Regions from separate parts of the Gossypium hirsutum genome. Here all the other regions are linked to region 2. The links are chromatin contacts, called in public Hi-C maps. All regions are on one chromosome and are shown on one strand. Each heading gives the region's core, a stretch centred on a gene start, on an enhancer-like site or on the middle of the called end of the contact. The rest is flanking DNA. Distances are from core to core; before and after follow the strand shown.

Region 1 (3,948 bases), core at 1,439-3,938, 800 kb after region 2:
GAATTGATTGTAAATGAGGTTATAAGTTTAATATTGGTTTGGTATATACATATAAACATGTGTTTGTATTTGAAGCCATATTATGGCATGGTAAATTGAACTAAATTTAGATATGTGCATGTAAATTTAAGTTGGTGTTTAAGTACCCATTAACTTTCTTGTTATTTAAGGATTAAAATGTGATTTTTGAAAAGTAAGTGGTAATTAAGTAAAAAATGTATATAGTGTGTAATAGTTTCTTAAGTGAAGGAGGAAGTTATAATAAAAGTATAATAGTTGAGTTATATGTTAGCAAAAATATATAAAGTATTAGATAACTGAAATTATGGGAAAATGTGAATTTTTATGGATACGTCCGCCCGTGTGACCCTTGCAGTGTTGAAAATTTTTAATGTATTCTGATTTTTTTTGAGTTTTCGAATTTGTCCCGACTTGTTTCTAACGTGTATTTTTGGCCTCGAGGGTTCGAATAAGGGACAATATATATGAGTTTGATTGGTTTCTGACCTGAATATTATATGATATGCGATGTTTGAAATTTTTGTCTGTTTGATCTATAAACTTCGGTAATGCTTTGTAATCCGGTTCCGGCGATGAATACGGATTAAAGATGTTACAGTTTAAACATGTAGGTTAATATTAATATGGAATAAGTTAATATTAATATGGAATAAGGTAAGATAGAAAATCACAATGTATATAATTCTTCAAGCTTAATGTATTAGTGGTTTAAACACGAAGGTGGAAGACTTTTTTAAGATGCTAGAGATTATGTCAATGAAAGATCACATTACTATGCGAGGATTGAAGGGTTTAAGGAATTTAGTTTTGTATTTTATGTATTAGAAAAGTTTGAAATGACATGTATATAAATTAAATGTATTTTATATTGAGTTTGTAAAGTTTTTATGACGTGTCTAACGATTTTAATGCTTTCAATATAAGTTTTGGTATTGATTTGATTTAATCATATTTTTAAAATAATTTTTGTTCAAATGATGTTTATATTGTTTTGAAGTGAACTGAAATTTAATGGTATGTTTTGATGATGCTTGATAATGGTTTGAAGTGTTTTTTAAAAATTGGTTTCTTGCATCAAGTTCCAAGACTAGGTCCTTTAAGTATTGAGACTGGCAAGTCGGTAGCTAACAAGCTACACTAGAGTAGCTAAGTCTAGAGACTTGCTATTTGAGTCTCGAAACTTATCTCACTGGACATGTATGATTGTGTTTTTAATTATTTTAAATTTACGTAATTTCGTTTTATATTTAAAATATGTCCAAACGATTAAAAAAAAGACTCAAATTGATTTTAAAAATATTTTCAAAGTTTTCTAAATTTTGAATGTTGACTAATGATGGAATAATGTTTTTGTTAAAAAAAAACAATGGAGAAAATGTAACTGTGATATTATTTATCTACATTGGATGTCAGATGGAATAAAAGATGTCCAACCACAAATCATGTACTTTTGGTTGGGACTTGGATCAAGTCTTTAGTTGGCGTGCTTAGATATGGACATGGGATAATGATATGGAAGTTGGAACATTATCTTCTTTTTGGTTAAAATAAAATTGTGGATTTGCTCTTAACAAAAATCCGAAATTCATCTTCTCAATGTAAATTTCCCCCACATTTCTTTTAAATTTGCTTTATTTTTGCTCATCTCTGAAGAATATATTTTCTTTTTAACATTCACAATATGATAACAATGAAATTAAAAAAGAAAAGAAAAGAAGCTATGGGTTATTTTGTTTGTGCAGGAGATTAACAATACTTTCCAGCTATTGGGGAAGATTACAATTCTTAGTAAAAATGTTAGTTGAATGTAAAAACTCTGCTTTTCTTGTCTTTGGGATTTTATTTCTTTATAATTTTCAAGTTTGACCTACAATTTTAGGCTGAAATTTGTACCAATTTTTAAGTTATAAGCATTTTGGGTAAAAAATACAGGCAAATAGTTATGGGTTTCTTTCAACCCTTGAATCTACGGGATTTTACATAGAACTTGAGGTGATCTAGGGGATGTTCTCGGGTTAAAAACTTTTAAATATAATATTCAAATTTAATTTTTTAACTAAATTATTCAAATATCAAAAATAATATTCACACTTGCACAAAAGATTTGATTGAAATGATAAAATAAATAAACTGTAATAATCGGATATTTAAAAAATTATATCAAAGTTTTAAAAATGTAAATACAAATTGTAAGTTGAAGTACTACTGTACTACGGTTATACCTTATTTTTCTAATGAAGAGGAACGAACAAAGCGTAAGCTGGAAGGGAGCGTGAAAGACCAAGGATCGACCACGGGTAAACACAGCTTTTCTGACTTTCAAAGCTAAGGGAACCCTCCACGTTGCAATATTTAGTAGAGACATGCCCTTATTCAATAAAGAAAGGTAAGTCTTCAACATCCAAAGCCCACTCCCAAATCAGGAATAACTGGATCACTAACCAAGCGCCACCGTTCGACTGACTTTACACCTTTACCCCTTTAACATACCATCTGTCGAGCTGTACTGGCGAGTAAATTGTAATTCAACTATTACAGCGAGTACATCTACTTTCTTAAGGTCCCGGCTTTTCAAAAGAGCGCCAAAACTGGCCATTTGAAAATTTGAATTCAAACTGCCGATTCTGATCCTTATTCTTTTATTTTTTTATACCGGAAAACGAACGAACGGACAACATTTAGTCGTTTATTATATACGCTGAAAATCTCTCTCGTTATAGTTCTTCAGCAGCTTTTCTTCATGGAAAACAAATTAGTGTTTTCTTTTCTTTTAAAAGTTTGAATTTCAGTTAGATTTCCGTTTTGTTTTCTTTCCTTAATTATTGTAAAGAGATGGATTTTCATGGCATGAAGAGAAAAGTACTGCAGGGGTTGTGTAAAAAACATGGCGTCCCTGCAAATCTCACTAACCGTGAAATGGCGGATCGTTTGACTTCCATTTTTAAGGTGCCTTCTCTTTCATTTATTCATCTTCTTGTTCTTTTTTTCTATTCTAATAAATTTCTTTGACTTTCATTTGGGAATGGAATTTATAAATTAAGGCTAAATTTCGAGAATGTGAACAGTTCTCTGTAAGGTGCCTTCTCTTTCATTTATTCATCACCTTCTCCAATGCTTTTTTTTTTGTAGATCTGAAAATGAATTTAAACGAGAAGCATTAAACGCTAAATTTTGGTGGTGAAATTTGTTTTTCTCTGCTTTATTGCGCCTTTAAGCATTCGAAATTAGAAGATTAAGCACTCCTTTCGTTTTTTTTACTGTTTGCATTCAGTGAAGCGTAAGTAAAATCAAATAGAAAAAGCAAATAATATTTTTGAACGGCTTAACTAGATTGATGTTCTATTTCGTTAACTAGATTAAACACTCCTTTTCTTCGAAATTGATTTTCCTTTTGGAGATTAAAAAAAAGAAGCAAGTATCACAGTAAATATCTGTGGTACATTGCTTCACTTCAGTTATTACATATAACCAACTCAGTTCTTTTAATGTTTTTTTTTTGTTTTAAACAGGAAAATGAAGATCCTGTTTCGTTAGAAGAGTCCAGCAGTATTCCAGAAGAAATATGTAGTGAAAATGAAGCTAAGATTGTCAAAAAGCAGTTAAAGAAAGTCAGGTTTAGTTCTGACAATGAAACCATTGAGTACGAGGTTTCTGTCTATCAGCAGCGTAGAGGAAGGTCTAGGAGGCAAACGTTGTCCAAGAATCCTGCCCAGGTGCTTGAAAATGTTCCAGATAGTGAAGATTCCAGAAACTCTGAGGGCTGCCAAGTTAGAGTCACAAGGTCTAGAGTGCAAAATGCAGTTGAAGAAGCTGTGCATATGGCTCCTTCGCCTCCTGTTGGGAGAAAGAGAGGTAGAGTAGGCAAGAAGGGTAAAGATGCTGAGGAGGTGGTCAGTGATTCTGAGGGTTTAGAATTGGGTCAGAAAG
Region 2 (4,189 bases), core at 1,238-3,737:
GCACAGGAGATTAACACATTGACTTCATGACATGCTAAAATCATAGAGCACTTTTTATTAAGAAAAACTCTTACAGCAGGAACCGTCTTTAATGCCCGAGGGCCAGGAAATGTCTTTCCAGAACCATGGCTCTTAGGGAGAAGGCGTCCCTCAACTTCTTCTCCACTGATTCCTCTTGCAATGTTCCACAGCCAAGTTCTACATCCCATGCAAAACATAGGTATTTAGGAACCAGATTTAGATAGTTGTTAAATGAATCAGCAAATGTTAAAGAAAATCTTAAAATGGTAATTTCTTCTGGTGGATCTTGACCATATAAAGATTAAAACAAGAAGTCAACATCTAAATGTAAATTTGGAAAGTGCTAGATAACAGCTCTTGATGCAGCATAATTTTTAAATTTTAAGAGAAGCTGTAATGATCTGAGATATATCAGACATGTGCAAAAGCCCCATTAATATTAGGTATTGACCCTGTATTTATGCCATAACGTTCTTGAAGCTTCTCCTCTGGAAACTGCAATAGATCTCCAACAGTGTTCACACCCATGTCCATTTGCAAGGAAATCCCCAGCTTGCCTCCAAGCTGTTTCCTGGCAAGAAAGTTTCTAGTCAAAATAATGTGTCATGAATTAGGAGAGAAGTAACTACTCTGCTGCGGATGTTTATATATCATTCCTCAAGGAAATTAACTATTTCTCACTCAACATTTCAGTTACATCCAGAAATTTTAGAAACTTACATTTTTCTTATAGGCAAGGTATCGAGCAATCCCTTTACTGATGAGAAAGGTACAACAGTTTGTTGTGCAGGTTTATTCATACCGCTAGCAAGTTTCGCCAGCATCTGGTGATAAAGTCAGCATTAGGACGATGTCATAGGTCAGTAAAAGTTACCTTTATACAGAACCTTATGGTACTGGCAGAAAAACTACAGATGAGCGAAAAAACTTTTAGCTACCTTATTATGAGCAATGCCTGCAGAACAAGTGAATTCTGTCTCTTTTAAAACCTGCATCCTAAGTTCTGCAACAATGAGGATACCGCAAGCTAGTAATTTATCACGGTGATCAGCATTGTGCCTATGTATCCACTTCCTAACATTTTCTTTCACGTCACTTCCGTCCTGCACAGTTGCATATACAGTATAATATCTTAGGTGGTGCAAAATCCTACCACTGCAAAAATGCCAAATATGTACACAATGATCCCAACTAGAGACCAAAATTTAAGACAGGATACATATACAAGCCTACAAACTTGTTAGATTTCGTAGCGATAGAGGCATCTATGTTCCAAGGACATTGCACTTAAGCTAAACTCACATATGTTGGCATCTGTCCATCAACAGAGGTGCCATTAACTCGTAAATAACTCCAACATCAAGCATTATTAAATGTTATGACAAAAGATCCAAAGCATGGCAGTAAACCTCATTATTTAGCCCTAGAATATGTGATTTAAGAGCTTCCTCATCTATTGTCTCCATGCCTTGCGGAGGATTGTCGGCTAGCATCATTTCAGCTGCATCAGTAAGATCAAGATACACTTCATCAATGGAAGCCCTTTCACATCTACCTCTCCTTGCAAGAATAGATACCACCTGTGAATTTTGTTAAAAATTCAGCAATAAGATGGGTTTCTAATGAACTACTGAAAGTATATACTTGAAAGAGTACAATTGTTCATCAAATCGCCGGCACCTCAGAGCCTGCATTCCGGTACCCGCTCAAATCAGCTTTACCACGGGCCACAGGCACTTGGACCAACTGAACTTGTGGGCAAACCTCCTTTGCTTCCTCGCCACGCATTGAACTGAAAACCACACATAAGATACAAAAAAAAGGGGGAAGAAAAAAGAAAACACAGCTTATCAATTGAGAATCCTGAAAATGATTACTTTAAAAATTATAATTACCGCTTAATCCCGAATTTACGAGCCTCATAGCTGACTGCAATCAAAGCCCCTCCTTTCCATTCATTGTACTGTACAACAGCAGTAGGTAAACCCCGTAATTGCGGCTGCTTTCTTTGCTCCACTATAGAGTATAATGTTTAACGATATTAATTACGCCAGAAATTGAGATTCCATAGAGAAAGACAAGTTTGAGAAATTGGAACAGAACAAACCGAAATGGAAAATGAAGAACTGGTCGGAAACCTAAGTAACATATACATAAATAAAATTAAATCGCATAAAAAACCTTGAACATAGAAGCAATCCATGTCAACATGAGCAATCACCCTGGAATCAGACGATTCTGGTTTTGCCACTGGCATTGCTCGCTCTCCTCTTTTCCCTCCAAATCTTCTATAATCTTCACCTTTATCAACCAATAAGGAGAGCCAAAAAAAAAAAAAGGAGGGTAATTTAACAGAGTACGTCCAGTGCCCGCCCGTCCCGACCTCAACACATCGTTTCGACTGTAAAAACGCGGTGCAACGCGACACTCCGTTATCGTTTTAGTCATTGTTTCTAATGAAGGGTCAAAAGTTCAAAAAAGAAAATTCATTTTAGGCTGTGTACTTGGGTTTAGAGCTGATCATGGGCCGGCGCCTGAAGGCCTGCCTGAAAAATGGGATAATTTGGATAAGAATATAGGCCCAAAAATGGGTTTGAGTAAAAAAATGAGGCCCGTTTAGAAAACGGGCCGAGCCTCAAGTAAGAGTTTTTTGGTCCAGGCCCAGCCCGGCACGGCCCGAATTATATATTAATATATTTTTATTTTATTTTTAATCATTTTAAAATTTTAATATAACCATTTTTTATTATATTGTTAATTTGTGTATTGTTTTAATAATTGTTTTAGTATCATTTTTATTTGTTTTAATATTTGTTTTTATGTTTTTAAATATATTTGATTTATTATATTTTAAAATTTTTTTATTTAATGAAATAAGAATTTTTTTTAATATGGGTCGGGCCGGGCTTGGACAAATTTTTAGGCCCATATTTTGGATCGGGCTGGGCTCGGGCCTAGTAGACGGGCCTAAAATTTTGTCTAAACTTGGCCCGAACCCGGGCCGGCCTAGCCCATGATCACCTCTACTTGGGTTCTAGTTTGATGAGTTAATTTTCGTATTGATTTATTTTATTTTTTTATTTTTTATATATGTATTTGTAATTATTTTATATTTTTACTTAAAAAAAATTAAAAATTATCAATTGTAAGCTATTTTTAATCGTATTGCACATAATATTCCATTTTGTATATTGCATTGTTTGATTTACGAGGTAAAAATAAAGAATCCCAACTCAAAAATGCTTGTGGTGCATGTCATAACATGAATTGACAGTAACTCAAAGCAACTTCATAACAACTTTACATCTTTTATCAGCCTCATTATGGACGTGTTCATTGCAAGTTTCCTTCCAACATTCTTTGTTTAATCCTCATATTTATACCAAATTCCAATATTCAAATTTGTTAATATAATGTAGAATAAAAAGAAAGATAAGAAGGAAGATGTGATGGTGTTGAATAGGTTGATTCATTTTGAGAGGCAGAAAGCTGAAAAAGAAAAAGGATATGAAGGTAGCTAAGGAGGAGATTGAAATGGATAAATGCTCAAAGATTGCTTAAGGACTCTAAGGTCCCTTTATTATCTTTTAGAAATGAATTAATAAGAGAGATATTTTTATCTATTAGTGTGACGTGACAACACATTATAGAGTGGTTGTCATTAGGGAGGACGTGTATCGTGTGACCCATTCTATTATGGTAGTACGAGGTTGTTATGCTAAGGTGGGGCATGATAGTTTTTAGGAATGTGTTTACATTTAAGGAGTGTTCACACTTAAAAAGTGAGTGATTGGCAATAATGCTTGTCTAATAGGTGGACTGTACTAAAAGCGAGAGATTTAGGTCTTTTAGAAGGAAGTGGGTGTATAACTTATAAGTTGCTATTGCTACCAAGAGCTGAATGGAGAGTAGAGATTTAGGAGGGCTTATCATTAAGACAATCAGATAGAGTTGAAGATCTAATTATGATTATTTTTCGAATAGTTTATTATGCTGGCACGTGCCCAAATTTAAAGGAAGTATAACAAGTATGCTTTTTTTAAAGTTGATATGTAATTTTCTTTTTATTATAAATGGTACCTAAAGTGTGCTTCGTTACTTTAAGTGGTATTTCAACTAGATTTTGTTATTCAAATTATCTTTGCAGTTAAAAAAATTATTTAACAAA
Region 3 (3,689 bases), core at 207-2,706, 640 kb after region 2:
TCAATGATAATTATATACCAATGTTTTACATCATAATACTTCTCCCAGAAAATTTCTCTTTTCTTTTTATTTTAGCTTGTTTCTTGCTTTCTTTTCGAAGCACTAATTCATCCACCTCATAGAACAACTTCCATTTAAGGTTTTTATTCTCTCTTTTTTTTTTTTAATTCCCTACATGCGCTAACCTTATGTTAACTCAATTGGAACTTTCATGGGGTTATTCACCATAACAATTATTTCTATTAATTTAAAATTTTTGGGTTTAACAATATCAACATAACTAGTTGTAATCACCAGTAGTTTTTGTACATTGTAAAAGTTGTAGATTTAGCTCTTGTACTTTAATTTGATCATTTCAGTCTCTATACTTTTCAAATTTTAAAATTATAGTCCTAACTCAAATAATAGAAATTAAATTTATTTAGTTAAATACAATTACTAGTTGTATATTGTGCACGCTTGAAATTTTGGTCTTGAAGTAAATGGTAATTGTTAATACAAGAACTAGATTTTTAGCGAGTAATATATAGAAATAAAAAGTTGACATGGCATTACACATATGATAGTTTATCACATCAAATTTTGAAAATAACATAATAAATTTAATAATTATCTTTTGGTGAATATTGAAATTTTAAATTTTGAAAAACATAAAAACTAAAAATGACCAAATCAAAATATAATGATAATCCACAATTTCCTAAAGTAAAAGCACTACTAGCAGAATTTAACCTTCTAATTATCAACAGGGCGAATATAAAGATAGGTAGCCCCCCCCCCCGGTAAAATTCCTTTGTATGTAACTTAAAATTATAAAATTATGAATTAATATAATGATAAATTTGTATTTTGGCATCTAAGATTTTATAATTTAATTCTGATCCTCGTTTAAATTTTTTTTGCCTTCGCTCTAATTACTAATACTATGAAAATTTACTCACATAAACAAAATTTGAAGATTTAGTTTAATAAATAATTTTAAATGTAAATATAGAAAATTTAAAATAGTTAAAACATAAATTTTAAAAGTTAATTTAAAATATTAAAATTTTATACCAATCGATATAAGTTAATACAAGTTGATATTAGCTGAAATGGATCAAAACACACCAGAATAATTAAAATGAAATAAAATTTTAACCAAAATGAAACATAAATTATTTATTACCAATTTAAAATCAAAACGATATATATTTATCAATATCAATACCATACCAACTTCCATGGTTTTACCTTCGAGGCACATTCAATACTAAAATTAGGCATATGATCAAACTGAAAATTTTAAAGAAACTACGATTGGGTGACTTGTTGGATGGTTACAATATGTGGTATGTGTCATGATCCCATTGGGGGCTTGGGAGATGCATCATTGGGTGCATGAAATAGGGGATATCTTTTATCTGGTATGGGCTTTTTTCGCCCCCATGGACTTAATGATTTTTAGGCCAGTTTTTGGGGGGTTGGTATTTTCCTCTCCAACAGAGTCCAATGTCGCGAATGTGAATATTTTGGGTATATCCGAGCTAAGCATGCCAATATTCTCAAGAAAAATATATACTTCAATATCAAAAATTTAAAACTGGAAGAATATATTAGCAACTATGGACTACTAGCAGAATTTAATCGCCTAATTATCAGCAGGGCGAATATAAAGGTAGGTAGTGTAGCCTTGCCCCCAACAATAAAATTTCTTTGTAAGTCACGAATATAAAGATAAAAGTTATCTTTTGACTCCAAAATTTTATAATTCAAATTTGATTTCATTTAAATATTTTTCTACCTTTCCCCTTAATTACAATTATAAAAATTTACTAACATAATCAAAATTTGAAGATATAGTTTAAAAACTGATAATTTTAAATGTAATTATAGAAAATTTAAGATGGTTAAAATACAAAATTTAAAAATTAGTTTAAAATATTAAAATTTTGTATCAAACCATAAAAATCGATACAAATCAATATTAACTGCAATGAATCAAAACATATTGAAGTGATCAAAACGCATTAAAAATTTGACCAAATTGAAATATAAATTATTTGATATGATTTTAAGATTGAAACGATACCTACTTACCAATATCCGTACAATATCAACTTCCATCGTTTTATTTTTGAAGCACACGCGATATTCAAATTAGAAATATTATGAAATTGAAACCTATGATAAGAAAGCTATGATTGGGTGACTTGTAGGATGGTTACAAATGGTAAGGGTACACTGTTTCATGCTCTCATTGGGAACTTGGGAGGTGCATCAGTGGGTGCATGAAATGATTCGTGAGTCTAGAAATAGGGGATATCTTTATCTTCTTCGCTCCCACGAACTTCTCTTGATGATCTTTAGGTCATTTTTTGAGTTGTTGGTATTTTACTCTCCAACAGAACCCAATGTCGCAAATGTGAACATTTTGGGTATATCCGAGCTGAGCAAGCCAACATCCATATAAATTGTTATCCGTCAATATAAAATTTATTTATTTTTTATATGATTATGTACGCTATTTTTGTTAAAATTAATTTAATATTTTAATTAGTTATTTGATATAAATATTCAAATATGGATATTTATTAAAAATATTCTTTTCAAATTGATATTATCAATGTTTATTTGAAAAATTCAGTTTGTTAGGATATGAACCATTTACACGAAAGAAAATGTTAACGAGTCATTAAATAATCTTTAATCAGACACCAATTACATAATAGCAATATAAGTTTATTTCTTCTGTAACATCTAATAGTTATATTATATTATTAATTGCAATGTCACATTTTACAGTTCCCATATCTGACCCTAACAATAAATCCGTATTTGTGAGCCCAAAAATACAAAAGAGCATAAAAAATGAAAGACGAATTTTTTATCTTCGTCTTCAACCCAAAAGCGGCATTAAGTAAGCTCTTTCAATTTTAATTTGGATTATTAGTAAGTTTATATTTTAGCCATTTAATTATTCGAAAATTTTTATTTAAGTCACTAGGCTGTTAAAAGCATTGTTATATAGCCTTGTATGTTCGCACAACCTACACTAATCGAAAGTTCTTGTTCCCCTACTCTTCTACAGCTAAGTTTTTTTTTATAAAACAACTTTGAACATCACAAATATATTTAAAAGTTTTCATTTAAGTCAGTGGGTTATTAAAATTATTATTATATGACCTTATTTGTTCACACTATCTGCACCAATCAAAAGTTTTCATTCATCTTCTTTTCTACAGTTAAGTTTTTTCATGAAACGACTCTAAACATCATGAATTTGTAAACCAAAAGCCAAATAGTTATCTTATCTAATCTCTGGAATTAACTATTAGATCGCCTTAGATCTAAGATATGTTCTACTATTTGATGAGTACCAATCTACCATATCGATCATCGAAACATCACGTGGAGTTCGCTAGTCAGACTTTTAAAATAAAATTAAGAATCTAATGACTTAAATAAAAAATTTTGAATAATTTATTGACTTAAACAAAAAAATTTAAATAATTTAATACTTATTTTATAATTTTTTAAATTTAAATAATCAAAACATAAATTTATTAATAATTTAATCACCTCAAATATAATTTAAACTTTTAATTTACCCACTCTCTCTCTTTTTTGCTAGGAGCTAAAACGATTAGAGCACGTGTCGAAATGAATGTTGTAAAACTCCCTCTTTTTTTCCTTACATAATAGCTTAC

What was found. A called contact is a pair of places that touch in the nucleus more often than the background predicts.
Region 1: a Hi-C map of leaf shows a contact between it and region 2, with 2.5 times the contacts expected there. The contact joins the promoter of LOC107914098 here to the promoter of LOC107960652 in region 2. A contact is called at or near these places in 3 of 34 Hi-C or Micro-C datasets (anther and leaf).
Region 3: a Hi-C map of leaf shows a contact between it and region 2, with 2.7 times the contacts expected there. The contact joins the enhancer-like site here to the promoter of LOC107960652 in region 2. A contact is called at or near these places in 6 of 34 Hi-C or Micro-C datasets (callus, hypocotyl, leaf and 1 more).

What each region holds. Positions count from the first base shown.
Region 1 is chrA05:25,990,870-25,994,817 of Gossypium_hirsutum_v2.1, reverse strand. LOC107914098 reads left to right here and starts at 2,688. Exons shown (of 16, transcript XM_016842848.2): 1 at 2,688-2,967; 2 at 3,531-3,948. The coding sequence starts at 2,854.
Region 2 is chrA05:26,786,645-26,790,833 of Gossypium_hirsutum_v2.1, reverse strand. LOC107960652 (DNA polymerase eta) reads right to left here and starts at 2,487. Exons shown (of 15, transcript XM_016896961.2): 1 at 2,203-2,487; 2 at 1,917-2,037; 3 at 1,702-1,813; 4 at 1,431-1,601; 5 at 960-1,124; 6 at 742-845; 7 at 473-592; 8 at 75-198. The coding sequence starts at 2,278.
Region 3 is chrA05:26,142,433-26,146,121 of Gossypium_hirsutum_v2.1, reverse strand. No RefSeq gene overlaps it. Among protein-coding and RNA genes, the nearest start is that of LOC107957706, 21 kb to the right of the region's middle. Within about 2 kb of position 1,456, at least 2 of the 9 cell types and tissues checked have an H3K27ac peak or open chromatin away from gene starts, as enhancers often do. A contact at or near this core is called in hypocotyl and leaf, where this site is marked.